Regions from separate parts of the Mus musculus genome. Here all the other regions are linked to region 2. Evidence: chromatin contacts called from public HiChIP or PLAC-seq data. All regions are on one chromosome and are shown on one strand. The core of a region is the stretch at or near the end of the contact, and the rest is flanking DNA. Distances in the headings are between cores, read along the strand shown.

Region 1 (4,282 bases), core at 595-3,094, 180 kb after region 2:
CCCTTTCTGTCTCTCATTAGAAAAGAACAGGTTTCTAAGTGTTAACAACCAAACGTGACAAAATAAAATATAAGATGAAGCCAAAGCTATCACATTGAAGTTGGACACAGAGACCCAACAGGATGAGAAAAGTCCCAAGAGCAGGCACAAGAGTCAGAACCCTACTTGTTCCGTCAGGAGTTCCATAAAATACTAAACTAAATGCTATAGAATTTATGCAGAGGACCTGGTTCAGATGCGTGTAGGCCTTGTGTTTGCTCATTCATGTGCACCTTGCTTAGCTGATTCAGAGGGCATTATTCTCCCCGTGTCCTCTATCCCCCCTGGTTCTTACAGTCTTTCTGTGCCCTCTTCCAAGAGGTTTCTGAGACCTGAGGGGAGGGATCTGATGAAGAAATCCCATTTAGACTCTCTCTCCACATAACGACTGGCTGTGGGTCTCTGCACCTGTTCCCATACAGAGGAAACCTCTTGGTGATGACTGGATGAAGTGTTGATCTATGAGTATAGCAGAATCTCACTAGGAGTTTTTTACTTTTTTAAAATTTTTTTATTTTTTGGCTAGTAGTATTTGATTTTACCCTAGGTTTCTGGGCTATCTAGTCTGGTTCTTGGTCACCCATGCAGTGTTGGATGTGGGTTCCTTCTCCTGTCTGAGCTTTAGATCATATCAGACATTGGATGGTTGTCTGGTCTAATGTGCTTTGCTAAAGTGCTCCCCCGAGAGACTAGACACCATACTCCCACCAGTGGTGTGTGAGAATATCCAATACACATGCTTTCCCTGTCTTTGAATACATATAAAACTTAATTTTTTATACAACTTGATAAATAAAACAGTACCTAGCTATATACCAGGTTTTAATTTTTCTAGTTGCTAATTAGGTTTTTATTTATTTGTTTGTTTGTTTTTGTGCACTTGTGTTTCTCCTTTGGTCAGTTCCTCTTTGCCAATTTGTGCCTTGGATTGTTTAATCTCTCCTGATTTTATTTATAAGAACTATTTATATAATGTTTGTTCTGATGGCTTGGTGGTTATGTGCATTAAAAATATCACCTTCCAGTTTCAGAATTTAGTTTTGTTTATAGTGTTTTTAATTTCTGTGTTGTGTGTTAATGTCACCAAAATTATTATTTCCCTACTTATCTCTTAGTAAAATTAGTCCTTAACCCATGATATTATAAAGATAACAATGTAACTTCCCATTAGTCTGTCAAATAGTTTTGGTAAATTTTGAAGTAGTATCCATTTGAAGCTACCACGAGGAATCCTTTTCCAAGGATAATGCTAGATAGAAATCTTTGTTTTCATCTCTGAAGCAGTAATGGATTTTTCTGCTACAATTTCTCAACTGGTCAGACTTCCACTGTTTAAAGTTGCTCAGAATTCTTACTTCTTCTACCCACTTCCAACATGCTGTGCTCCCAGTCTAATACTCTCTCTCTCTCTCTCTCTCTCTCTCTCTCTCTCTCTCTCTCTCTCTCTCTCTCTCTCTCCTTTCTTTCATTTCCTTACATGCACCCCATGTATGCCTGGTACCCAGGTAAGTCAGCAGATGTCATTAGATCCCTTAGAACTGGAATTCTAGACACTTGAGAACCACCGTATGGGTGCTGGCAACCAAGTGCTCTTAACCCCCGAGCCACCTCTCCAGCCCTCTTTCAATATTAGACTCCAGCCTCTGTTCTCTGAAAGACTTCTCTCATTCTCTGAGTCACACTCCTGCTGATAAACCACCAGAGACTTCCCCTTGGGATAAATTCCAAACTCCCTCAGCCATGGGAATGCTGTGTTCTCGGGCCTCATCTCCTAGAGTCCTTCTCTGGGTGACTCATGCCCACATTCCTGGACCTGCATTTCCCTTCCAACGCTCTAAGCTCAGGCTTGTAACCTTGCTCTATGCTTCCCAGGTCTTAGTTCTCCCTTGTGTAGCATACGCTTCTTGCCCTTCACAGATAACTGTCTTTGGTTTCAAGGCCCACTTTAAAAAATAATTTATTTTTATTTAGTGTTCATTGGTCTTTTGCCTGCATGTACGTCTGTGTGAGGGTGTCAGAAGCCTTGGAACTGGAGTTACAGATAGGTGTGAGCTGCCATGTGGGTGCTGGGAACTCAACCCGGTTTTCTCTGGAAGAATGGCCAATGCTCTTAACTGCTGAGCCATCTCTCCAGCCCTAAAGATCCACTTTTAAGAGAACTCTTCTCTGGTCACCTACTCGTATCCACTTATAGCCCCTCAATATTTATCTCTTTCATCTTATTATGATCACTATTGTTTACCTGTGTATTTACTGTTGGAATGTGAGCCAGCTTTTTGCTTTATCCACCACTGTATTCCCAGTACCTAAATCCGAACTTAGAACAAAATAGAGAATTAATGAGTTGGGTCAATGAACACCCAACTTATACTCTTGTTAGGACCTGGGCTTTCTTCTGTTATAATAATGATGATGATAGATTTGAGGCTTTTATATGTCTGACTGTCTAACAAAGAGTCAATAAATGTATATTGACTGAGTAAGTGAGTGCCTGAGTCAGAAATTGCTATTGAGACGCTTTTATAAAAGAATATAGTTCCTTTAAGAACATGCTTACTAGACAAGACAATGGCCAATGTGTCATATTGCTGAAAGGGTTTGTATATGCTTTTATACGAGGTTACCCTTGAATCCCTTAATTTAATGGCTTGATTCTGTACCTTTCCATGTTTTTTGCCTGAGTTGAATTTTGCGACTACTTTTAACTGTGCAAAGTTAAGTTAGCTAAGTCTTTGCTTTCACATTGTGGACTTGATGTTGGCTGATACCATTGTATCCGAGACTCTTTCTTCTTCACATTAGCATTCCAAGGGGGCAAAATATTAGCATTCCAAGGGGGCAAAAATAGAAGTTCAGTGAACTCTTCAGGAATAGCCTCAGAAGTATTACAATTCTATTCATAAAATTAAGTCACAGTGACAGCCCATTCAAGGGTTGCAGTAGACTCGTTATTTATGGGAGGATTTTCAGGATTAGCTTCTGGCTCAAGACGGCATTGTATACACTAATGCAATTTGCTTGAATGGTGTATGTGTGTGTGTGTGTGTGTGTGTGTGTGTGTGTGTATGGGAGAGACAGAGACAGAGACAGAGACAGAGAGAGAAAGACAAAAAGACAGACAGAAAGAGAAGGAGTCAGTAAGTTAGAGTTTTAGAGCTCACTCATGTCTAAAAGACATGTCAATGGACTCTGGAGTTTATTTACCTATGGGGTAAATATTGAGACAGATGGAAACATTATCCTTTTTCTAGGGTTCATTTCTCTTTGTCCTTAACAACATACCTTTACACTGAATCTTGAGCTCCCTCTGAACACGAAGTCACAACAATGAGTTAAGCTTTGAAAAATGACCTACCAAGAACAACAATATCAACCAACCAGTCCCCCGAGAGCTCCTAGGGACTAAGCCATCAACAAAGGAGTACACATGGCTCCAGCTGTATATGTTGCAGAGGATTGCCTTGTCGTGCATCAATGGGAGGAGAGGTCCTTGGTCCTATGAAGTCTTGATAGATGCTCCAGTGTAGGGGAACTGAGGGCGGGGAGGAGGGAGTGAGTGGGTAGGTGGAGGAACACCCTCATAGAAGCAGGGGAAGGGAGGATGGGATAAGGGGTTTCTGGGTAGAAGGGAACCAGGAAAGGGGATAACATTTGAAATGTAAATAAAGAAAATATCCAATAAAAAAAAAAAGAAAGAAAAATGACCTACCACAGTCTATGTTCCACAGATCTGTGTTCATAGGACAGTGTTAACCATTGCCTTTGTGTGTACACAGAGAGTCCACACATGCAATGAGGTTTTATGTGCATCTCCCAAGACCCAGTTGCTCTACACCAGCCAGTGCTGTATAACTGGAACAACGTCTACTAAATGTCTCCATTTAAAAATGGCTTATGCTAGTGGAATCTCTATTTCTACCACAGACTTCCTGTGACACATACTATCTAAATAAGTAAAAATTGATAAACGGAAAGTGGGGGTCCATGCTACCAGTCGATGCTATGTCCTATCACAATAAAAGCAAATGGCACATACCCCTTTAGAATTTATTCCCCAGGTTTCTCTTTTCCAGGAATAAAATTTTAATTTATGTATAATATTTATTTCAATATATTATTATAAAATGTTGATATGTATTTAGATATTTCACATAGTCTTGGCATTTGCTGTTATATATATATTTATTATATATATTTGTTATTAATAAATAATATATATTATATGCTTATTATATTTATATAT
Region 2 (4,300 bases), core at 215-2,714:
TGCTTCTCCTCTGACCTCCCCCAGGCCCAGGAACCCTAAGACCCATCTGTCTTAGTCAGGGTTTGTATTCCTGCACAAACATCATGACCAAGAAGCAAGTTGGGGAGGAAAGGATTTATTTGGCTTACACTTCCATACTGCTGTTCATCACCAAAGGAAGTCAGGACTGGAACTCAAGCAGGTCAGGAAGCAGGAGCTGATGCAGAGGCCATGGAGGGATGTTACTTACTGGCTTGCCTCTCCTCGCTTGCTCAGCCTGTTCTCTTATCGAACCAAGACTAACCAGCCCAGAGATGGTCCCACCAACAAGGGGCCTTTCCCCCTTGATCACTAATTGAGAAAATGCCTTACAGCTGGATCTCATGGAGGCATTTCCTCAACTGAAGCTCCTTTCTCTGTGGTAACTCCAGCTGTGTCGAGTTGACACAAAACTAGCCAGTACACCATCTATGTCTCTTCTGCCCAGCTATTAGCTGTCAGCATCTTTATTCACCAAATAACTTGGGGGTGGGGGCAAGGTCACATAGCTTCACATGGGTCTACGTGAGGACTCTCTTGTCTCTGGGGCAACCAGGTCTTGGGGGCCTGCATTTAGCATTGCAATACACAGAAAAGACCAGACCTCAATATGCAATAGTCTTGGGATTTCAGTTATGTGCAGCCATAGTCGGCTTTTTAAAAAATATATATATATATTTATTTTATTTGTGTGAGTACACTGTAGCTGTCTTCAGACACACCAAAAGAGGGCATCAGATCCCATTACAGATGGTTGTGAGCCACCATGTGGTTGCTGGGAATGGAACTCAGAACCTCTGGAAGAGCAGTCAGTGCTCTTAACCACTGAGCCATCTCTCCAGCCCAAAATATTTTTTAATGTATTTTATGTGTATGTATATATCTCTGTGTAGCATATGTGCACCCAGTGCCTTTAGAGGCCAGAAGAGAGCATTGGATCCCCTGCAGCTAGAGTTAAACACAGTTATGAGCCAACCTGTGGGTGCTGGGAATTGAACTCAGAACCTCTGGAAGAACTGCTAGTGCACTAAACCACTGAGCCAACTCTCTAGGCCCATACTTGGCTTTTTAAGTAGAAGCTGAGGATTCACATCTGTGCAGCAAGCACCCTTACCTGCCTCTCATTCCCTTGTTGACCTTAAAGTTAGCATACAAAGTAATGGATTTCATTGTGGAATTTTCATACATGTCTGTATACTTTTAATTAGGAGCTTGAATCTAAGCACTCAAACCCAAGACAAATGAAACAGCTTTCATATAAAAAATTGAAACTGATACCAATTCAGTGAGTTTTTTAAGCACTTACATTTTAAACTCCATTTTCCTCTTGACTAGGGACCAAAAAAATGCGATGACAAAAATGCTTTCTTTTTCTGTGTAACTTTCAGGGGAAATTGAATCTGTAACCTATGCCACTTTAAGAGAATGGGGCCAGAGGGTGAACCAACCAGTGTGACAGGAAACAGCAAGAGTAAACAAGAGCAAAGGGGTGGGGGAGGGGCTGAGACAATGGGAAGGAAAGAAGGAAAACCACAAAAATCTCCACTCCCAGCGCCAGAAGAGGGCGTAAGCAAAATCGTGATTTTTAGATACTTATGATCTTAAAATATTTATTTCTTTTTTAAAAAAAAAATCTACTGAAATAATTTTTAAAAGTCTTATTTATTTTACATGCACGTGTGTGATGCTTACATGTATGCATGTGTACCATATACGTGCATGAATATGTGTCTGGTGTCATCCGAAGAGTCCACAAGAGTGGATCAGATCCCCTGCAACTGGTGTTACAGATGGAGTTACAGATGGCTGTAAACTGTCATGTGGGTGCTGGGAACTGAACCTAGGTCCTCAGAAAGAGCAACTGTTGAGCTCCAAACTGTCGAGCCATCTCTCCAGCCCTCTGATCCTCCATGTTTACATCAGTGATTCACAGCCATTAAGTCCTATCTCAAGAGAATAGCTTGAAATAATATTACCCTAAGGGAAATTTCCATTTTGTCCAGAGAGCTCAGGCAAGAAATGGGAAAAAGGACTTAAGGAAATGTACTATACCCTCCATAAGTATTTAGTGTGTAGTGCTAACAACATAAATGACTCAGCAGAAGCAAATAACTTGCACTTATTTTAAATGTTATATTTATAATATAAAATATATGTATATTTGAAAGGATCATGTGGATCCTTATATGTATATATGATATATACATATGTATATATGTAGCTGTCTCCATACACACCAGAAGAGGGCATTGGATCCCCATTACAGATGGTTGAAGGCCACCATGTGGTTGGGGAAACTTGAACTCAGGATCTCTGGAAGAGCAGTCAGTGCTCTTAACTGCTGATCCATATCTCCAGACCTTGTACTCCTTCTTAAAGATAACAACATATTTTAAAACAAGATTCTACAAACATGTTTGAAGACTATCCTCCCTCTCAGAATCACCACCCCTACCAGGCAACAGTTTGTGTTTACAAATTTATAGTGTTTTGCCTCAGGAGTGTTAGTTTAAAGCTTATGGGTGGTATCTTTTGACATTCTTAATGAGTTTCCTTTTTTTTTTTTCCTTTGTATCAAAGAGATACTGGGGTTAATATTAATTTAATTTTAATTTTAAAACGCCAACTGGTGAAGATAAAGAATCATCTCTCCCTTCTGTTTCTCAAAACTCCTTGTCTGTCAAGGGTTGGCAAGTGTGAAACCTTACAAAAGAAAGCAAAAACAAAAACAAAAACAAAACAAAACACCCTCCTCTCATACCCAAAGTAGAACTGGGGAAGCGAATTGAAAAAAGTCAACAACTAAAAAGCCTCCGCGTTATCTCTGAGCAGCACCTATTTTTCTTTTCTTTTCTTTCTTTTTTTCATTTTAAGGCTTTTTTTTTTCTTTTTCTGAGACAGGGTTTCTCTGTATAGTCCTGACTGGCCTCGAACCGCCTGCCTCTGCCTCCCGAGTGATGGGATTAAAGGCGTGCGCCACCACTCCCAGCTCTAAAGCATTTTTTTTAATTAGATATTTTCTTTATTTACATTTCAAATGCTATCCCCAAAGCCCCCTATACCCTCCCTCTGCCCTGCTCCCCAACCCACCCACTCCCGCTTCCTGGCCCTGGCATTCCCCTGTCCTGGGGCATATGGCCTTCACAATACCAAGGGCCTCTCCTCCCATTGAACAACTGAAGGGGCAGAGGAGTCCTAGCCATTGTTAATCCCACTGAAGAGAGTAAAGACCATTGTCCAAATTCTTTGGTCAATTTATGAAAGCCTTAGTTTCTGTCAGACAGGGCTATCTCCCTGATGTGGGTCTGAGATACTAGCATCAGACATAGGAGAAGGTGGGGTTTATATTAGCCCCTGCCCCCAAACTGTAAGGCTGTGGGGTGGGGGTGGGGGTCCAAAGGTTTTTGATTATATAGGAACTTGGCAAAAATATTTCAAAATTATTTGGCAGAACATCTTATAAGAATGTCAAATTCTTTTTTTTAAATTTATTTATTTATTATATGTAAGTACACTGTAGCTGTCTTCAGACACTCCAGAAGAGGGAGTGTCTCAGATCTCATTATGGATGGCTGTGAGCCACCATGTGGTTGCTGGGATTTGAACTCAGGACCTTTGGAAGAGCAGTCAGTGCTCTTAACCGCTGAGCCATCTCTCCAGCCCCAGAATGTCAAAAATTCTTGAAAATGGATCAGGATCTGGTAAAATTTAATTTTTACAGAAAATAGGAGGGAATTTATTTCGACATTGTAATAAGATGGCTTCTAATAAGATGGAGTCAGGCTGGTCCACCACCATCAGGAGCATTTTCAACCCATGCTCACGTATGTTAAATAACCAAATGTATGGAAAAGAGATACCACATAAAGCATAGAGATAATTTATAAAAATCAATTGTGGAATTGAAACAAGTTCACAATATTACTGAATAAGAGATGAAATTGAAATAATTAAACTACCTGGGGATAAATATTGCCAGGTAACTCTCGGTTATATTTTTTAAAGTATCCATTAGGAATGGGTTCTTAGTGCTGGCCTTAAACCTGCTCTGTAGACCAGGAGACACTAATTTGCTCAAGTAAGGAAACTACATCTGGTACAGCAGTTGCAATTGGAGTTACTACCTTAGTTTTTGATAGTCAACTTGACATTCTCCATGATCTATCTGTCTTTTGCACTGGCCAGATAGGAGATTTAATGGGAGATGTGGTGGGAACCACCATCCCCAAATCCTTCAAGTCCTTGATGGTGGCACTGATAATTTCTGCAGTTTCTCCAAGAA
Region 3 (4,196 bases), core at 1,604-4,103, 240 kb after region 2:
ACCGCAAGAGACAGCAGCGGAAGCAGTTAACGTGGGGGCGCAGCGCTCGGGCGTGGGGGTGGGGGTGGGGAGAAATACAGCAGCTGTCTCCTTGGTCTCCTCTCCTTGTGTGTTGGCTTTACCCTTGGGCAAGTTCTTCTAGCTAATGGCCAGAGCCTGTAAGCATCACCTCGAAGCAAGACATTGGTCATGGCTGAAAGTGAGGAGATCAGAAATCTACTGGGAGCTTCAGCAGAGACCCTCTTTTATTTTGGTGTCCAGAATTGTGCAGAATTTCTGGATACCGCCTCTGTTATGGAAACAGGAGCAACAGTGGCTCGCCTCTGTTACGGAAACAAGAGCAACAGTGGCTGGACCTTGATCTGGGGCAAACTAAACTTTAGGATCTCAGAGGAGTTGTCATTTGTTCCCTGGGAACACACCAGGGTATGGAGAACTTAGTCTGAAAACGATGTTGAAGGCATCCATAGGATTGGATGCCGTGTTCAGGTATACAGTTAACCTCTGTGTTATTGCGAAGGTGTCATTTCTAGGAAAAATTAAAATTAAATCGTTTGAACAAATAGCATCTGTTTAAATACGATGCCCAGTCTATCTTATCAACAGCAATAAATCACACAAAGCCATCAAGAGTCGTGGGAAATACAGCTTCCATGGTACACATTCTTGCATGTAATACGTATTCCACACACAAAGTAACTGCCTGCTTTTATTTCTGATTAATACTAGGAATCCCATCAGGAAAGAAACGGTTCATTATTTTAAAAAGCACAGTGATAGAGCACTCGCCTAGCAGCCCTGAGGCCCCAGGTTTGATCCCCAGAACAGAACAAAGAGAAAGAAAGCATAGTGATGTTCTACTATGGGTCATTCTTTCAGATAGCGTTTCTGATCCTTGAAAAACCAATTTGTCTATCACAGAGCCCCCATCGCGCTCCCCCTTAAAGGGAAACCAAAAAACAAAGGTGCGTAAGTAAGCTGATTTTCTTTTAAGGTTCAAACTTTTTCAGACAGCCTCGGTGGTTGAGTTAGAAAATAGCGCTCTCTTGTGGCCAATGTTGAGACAACTGGTCCTAAGAGTGAAAACACTAAACCAATTCAATCACGTTATAGAGAGGGAAGCCGGAAAACGGGGAAGAGCTGCCCCCTTCAGGATGATGTTATTACACTTTTATACTGGAAACTGCTGGCTTTTGAAACACTCTTGGTGTTTATGTTACTGTCCTTAGTAAAATTGTCGATTCTGAATCCCAGAGAAGACTCACCCTTGATCTGACTTGTAGGAAAAATAATTTTGAAAACGCATATTATTTATTATCTACATTTTTCTCAACCCCGGGCTTCAACACATACAAAAGGAAACAATCATAGCAAGCATTTTAACTTATTTTTTCCCCCAGACTTCATCAACTATAATTAACTGGTGGAGGCAGCTTCACTGGAGGCTGAAAATTTAAAGGGATGAGCAAGCTAGGCAATTTGGCAATCGAAGATGAATTCTAAATACTGAACATCTTCAGATTTCATTGATTTGGATAGTATCTCTAAATCCCATGGCATTTAAAATGATGGCCCAGGACCTGTGAAATGGTTCAGCAGGTGAAGGTGCTTGCCAAAAATCTTCATCGTCTGAGTTCGATCCCAGGAGCGAAGGAGGTGGAGGGAATGAGCCCACTCCTAGACACTGTGCGGTGATCTCCACATATGTGCGGCATGCATGTGTATATACTCACATAAGCAAACAGCGGTATTTTTGTGACTTCGTAACTCAGGGCTTATTCTGCTTTGCATTCTAGCCGTTTGTGCTCTGGTTTACACGCTCCGAGGAAACAAGTTACGTTCGCTTCGTGAGACATTTGCTCACAGATCAGTACTCTCGAAAGCCACTTCCTGGGACGAATTGGCCATTCATAAATAAGCCAGTGATTCAAAATAATAAAAACAAAATTGCTCATTCATACGCTGAGTCCTTCAAAGTGACCAAAAGTATGTGTGGCCACTGGCAAACAGAATGGGTAATTCTCTAACAAATACATCCAGACAGGACACGCCTCTCTGTGACATTTCTTTACCCAGTCTTTAGTCTATTTAATGATGTATGCAGATGCTGACATGGGAGATACAGCAGTGGGAAGTAGAAAGTGTACTCATGTGCACACATACTGGTAAAAACATGAATATGCTTTGGCTAGAAACAGATTAGCCGTACCAGGTAATTCAAATGCGCCAGGTTTGGAGGCATATGCCTTTAATCCTAGCACTCGAAAGGCAGAGGCAGGAGGATCACTGTGAGTTTGAGGCCAGCTTGGTCTACAGAGTGAATTCTAGGACAGCCAAGGCTACCCAGAGAGACACTGTCTCAAACCCCTCTCCCCTCCAAACTTAAAATGTATTTTGAAGAAATTTCAATAAAAATGAATTGTTCCACAGAAATCTGTTCGGCAAGTTAAAAACTTTCAGGAATTTACTGAGATTCTCTCTAAACACAGAATAAAGTAAGGTTGTGGGCCAACTGTGCATTTTAGGTGATCTTTCCCTACGGGTGCAGACCCTGAATATGGAAGGGCCTGAAGACGGCCTTCCTTGACTTTAGACGATGTCTTGCTACATGCCTTGGACCACCCATTGACTTCAACATCCCCCTACCTCAGTCTCTCAAGTGCTGGGATTTACAGCTAAGACGACTAAAAATTTAAAGGTAAAATAGAATATTTTACCTTTTAGGAAAGAAAAATTACAAATCTTTGTTTTGGTTTAATGTCCAGAAAAATCCTGAGGCAAGTCACTGATCAGATAACCACCCCCAGGAGGAAGAAAAATGATCTTTTCACTTGGGGTGTGGCACATGCCTTTAATCCCCACCCTTGGGTGGCAGAGGCCAGCCTGGTTTACACAGTGAGTTCCAGGACAGCCAGGGCTACATAGAGAGGCCCTGTGTCCAAAACCAAAATATGAATTTTTTTCTTGTAAAACACACACACACACACACACACACACACACACACACACGCACACACGCACACGCGTGCACACACAACACTGGCCTGGCAAGGTGGCTCTTGCTGCAGAGCCCGATGGCCTACGTTTGATCCCTAGGACCCACACGGTGGAAGGAACTGACTCCCAAGAGCTGTTTCCTGACCACCACCACCACTCCCATGGGCACTGCGGCACAGCCCCCAACACACATGAAACTAAAACAAACAAATAAAAAATATCTTTGTAAAGGCAGAGGGACACACATCTAATCTAGACTAAAACTGACTGAGGTCGCGATGAATTAATTTGTTAATGCAATTCATCTGCTTAACAATGGTAAATGTTCATTTTTATTTTTGTGGTACTGAGGATTAGACCCAGAAACTACCATTTCCTAGGCAAGTGCTTGCCCCAGCTCTGTTTTGACTGTTTTTGGAAACTTATTTTTACTTATTTAATTTTTTGAGAATTGTATACACGAGTAGTGTATTTACATCACCCCCTCCCCCAACTCCTCCTGTGTTCCACTCTTGAACACCAGAACTCTTCTTTCATATCTACTGCATCCATTCAGTATTGCTCCTATGTGTATAGGTTTAGGGCTGACCACGTGGGATTAGATAGCCTATCAGGGGGCTCATTCCTGGAGAAAATGGATTCTCCCTCTTACCAGCCATTGATTTCCCCCAACTCTCCATCCAGGGCTGGAGACTTGGGAAGTTTCCCCCATCCATGTTGGCTTACCCACTGATTACTATGCAGAACTCATGTGGGCAGCCATAGTGTTCAGATGGCATGGCTGTAGTGCCTGACACATCTAGGGGCACTATCTTAAAGCTGACACTCTGGTCCCCTGGCACTTGTAATTTCCCTGAGCCTTAGGTGCCGGGGTGATGTTGCAGAAGTAACACCTGCGACCCGGCTCTCCACAGTCATGTACTCTGCACTTTGACCAGTTGTAGATCTCTGTAGTAGCTTTCAGGTCTCACTGGGTGGCCAGCTATCCTTGAACTTGCTCTGTAGCTTAGGCAGGGCTATCCTCCTCCCTCCGACTCCCAGTTAAATGGAATTACAGGCCTGCCCCACCGTTGAGGGCTTACTGGGAGGTTTGCAGGTTTGCAAGAAAATACTCTCTGTATTCTCTTATGCAATACTGTATGAGTCAGATGTCAAAGTCAAGAGTTGACTCATATTCTCTAACCCTATGTTGGAAGCAT

The links. HiChIP or PLAC-seq counts read pairs in DNA pulled down with a chosen protein or histone mark.
Region 1: a contact with region 2 is called in a FOXA1 HiChIP or PLAC-seq map of pancreatic cancer cells. The contact joins two enhancer-like sites. A contact is called at or near these places in 5 of 39 promoter capture datasets (the 3T3-L1 cell line, the HPC-7 cell line, embryonic stem cells and 2 more) and 1 of 115 datasets of contacts at active chromatin or transcription factors (pancreatic cancer cells).
Region 3: a contact with region 2 is called in a RAD21 HiChIP or PLAC-seq map of pro-B cells, with 2.9 times the contacts expected there. The contact joins two enhancer-like sites. A contact is called at or near these places in 4 of 15 datasets of contacts at CTCF or cohesin (CD8 T cells, the NIH/3T3 cell line and pro-B cells), 26 of 484 Hi-C or Micro-C datasets (the G1E-ER4 cell line, the HPC-7 cell line, Th1 cells and 15 more) and 5 of 115 datasets of contacts at active chromatin or transcription factors (the 230-238 cell line, bone marrow-derived macrophages, embryonic stem cells and 1 more).

What each region holds. Positions count from the first base shown.
Region 1 is chr10:89,524,758-89,529,039 of GRCm38.p6, reverse strand. It overlaps a transcript of Nr1h4 not described here. Among named protein-coding and RNA genes, the nearest start is that of Nr1h4, 20 kb to the right of the region's middle. Within about 2 kb of position 1,844, at least 75 of the 459 cell types and tissues checked have an H3K27ac peak or open chromatin away from gene starts, as enhancers often do. A contact at or near this core is called in pancreatic cancer cells, where this site is marked.
Region 2 is chr10:89,700,450-89,704,749 of GRCm38.p6, reverse strand. It overlaps 1500026H17Rik (RIKEN cDNA 1500026H17 gene), which reads right to left. Exons shown (of 3, transcript NR_130956.1): 3 at 3,884-4,300. Among named protein-coding and RNA genes, the nearest start is that of 1500026H17Rik, 16 kb to the right of the region's middle. Within about 2 kb of position 1,464, at least 42 of the 459 cell types and tissues checked have an H3K27ac peak or open chromatin away from gene starts, as enhancers often do. A contact at or near this core is called in bone marrow-derived macrophages, pancreatic cancer cells and pro-B cells, where this site is marked.
Region 3 is chr10:89,458,933-89,463,128 of GRCm38.p6, reverse strand. The region is part of intron 7 of Nr1h4 (nuclear receptor subfamily 1, group H, member 4); the gene reads left to right. Among named protein-coding and RNA genes, the nearest start is that of Gas2l3, 17 kb to the right of the region's middle. Within about 2 kb of position 2,853, at least 20 of the 459 cell types and tissues checked have an H3K27ac peak or open chromatin away from gene starts, as enhancers often do. A contact at or near this core is called in bone marrow-derived macrophages and pro-B cells, where this site is marked.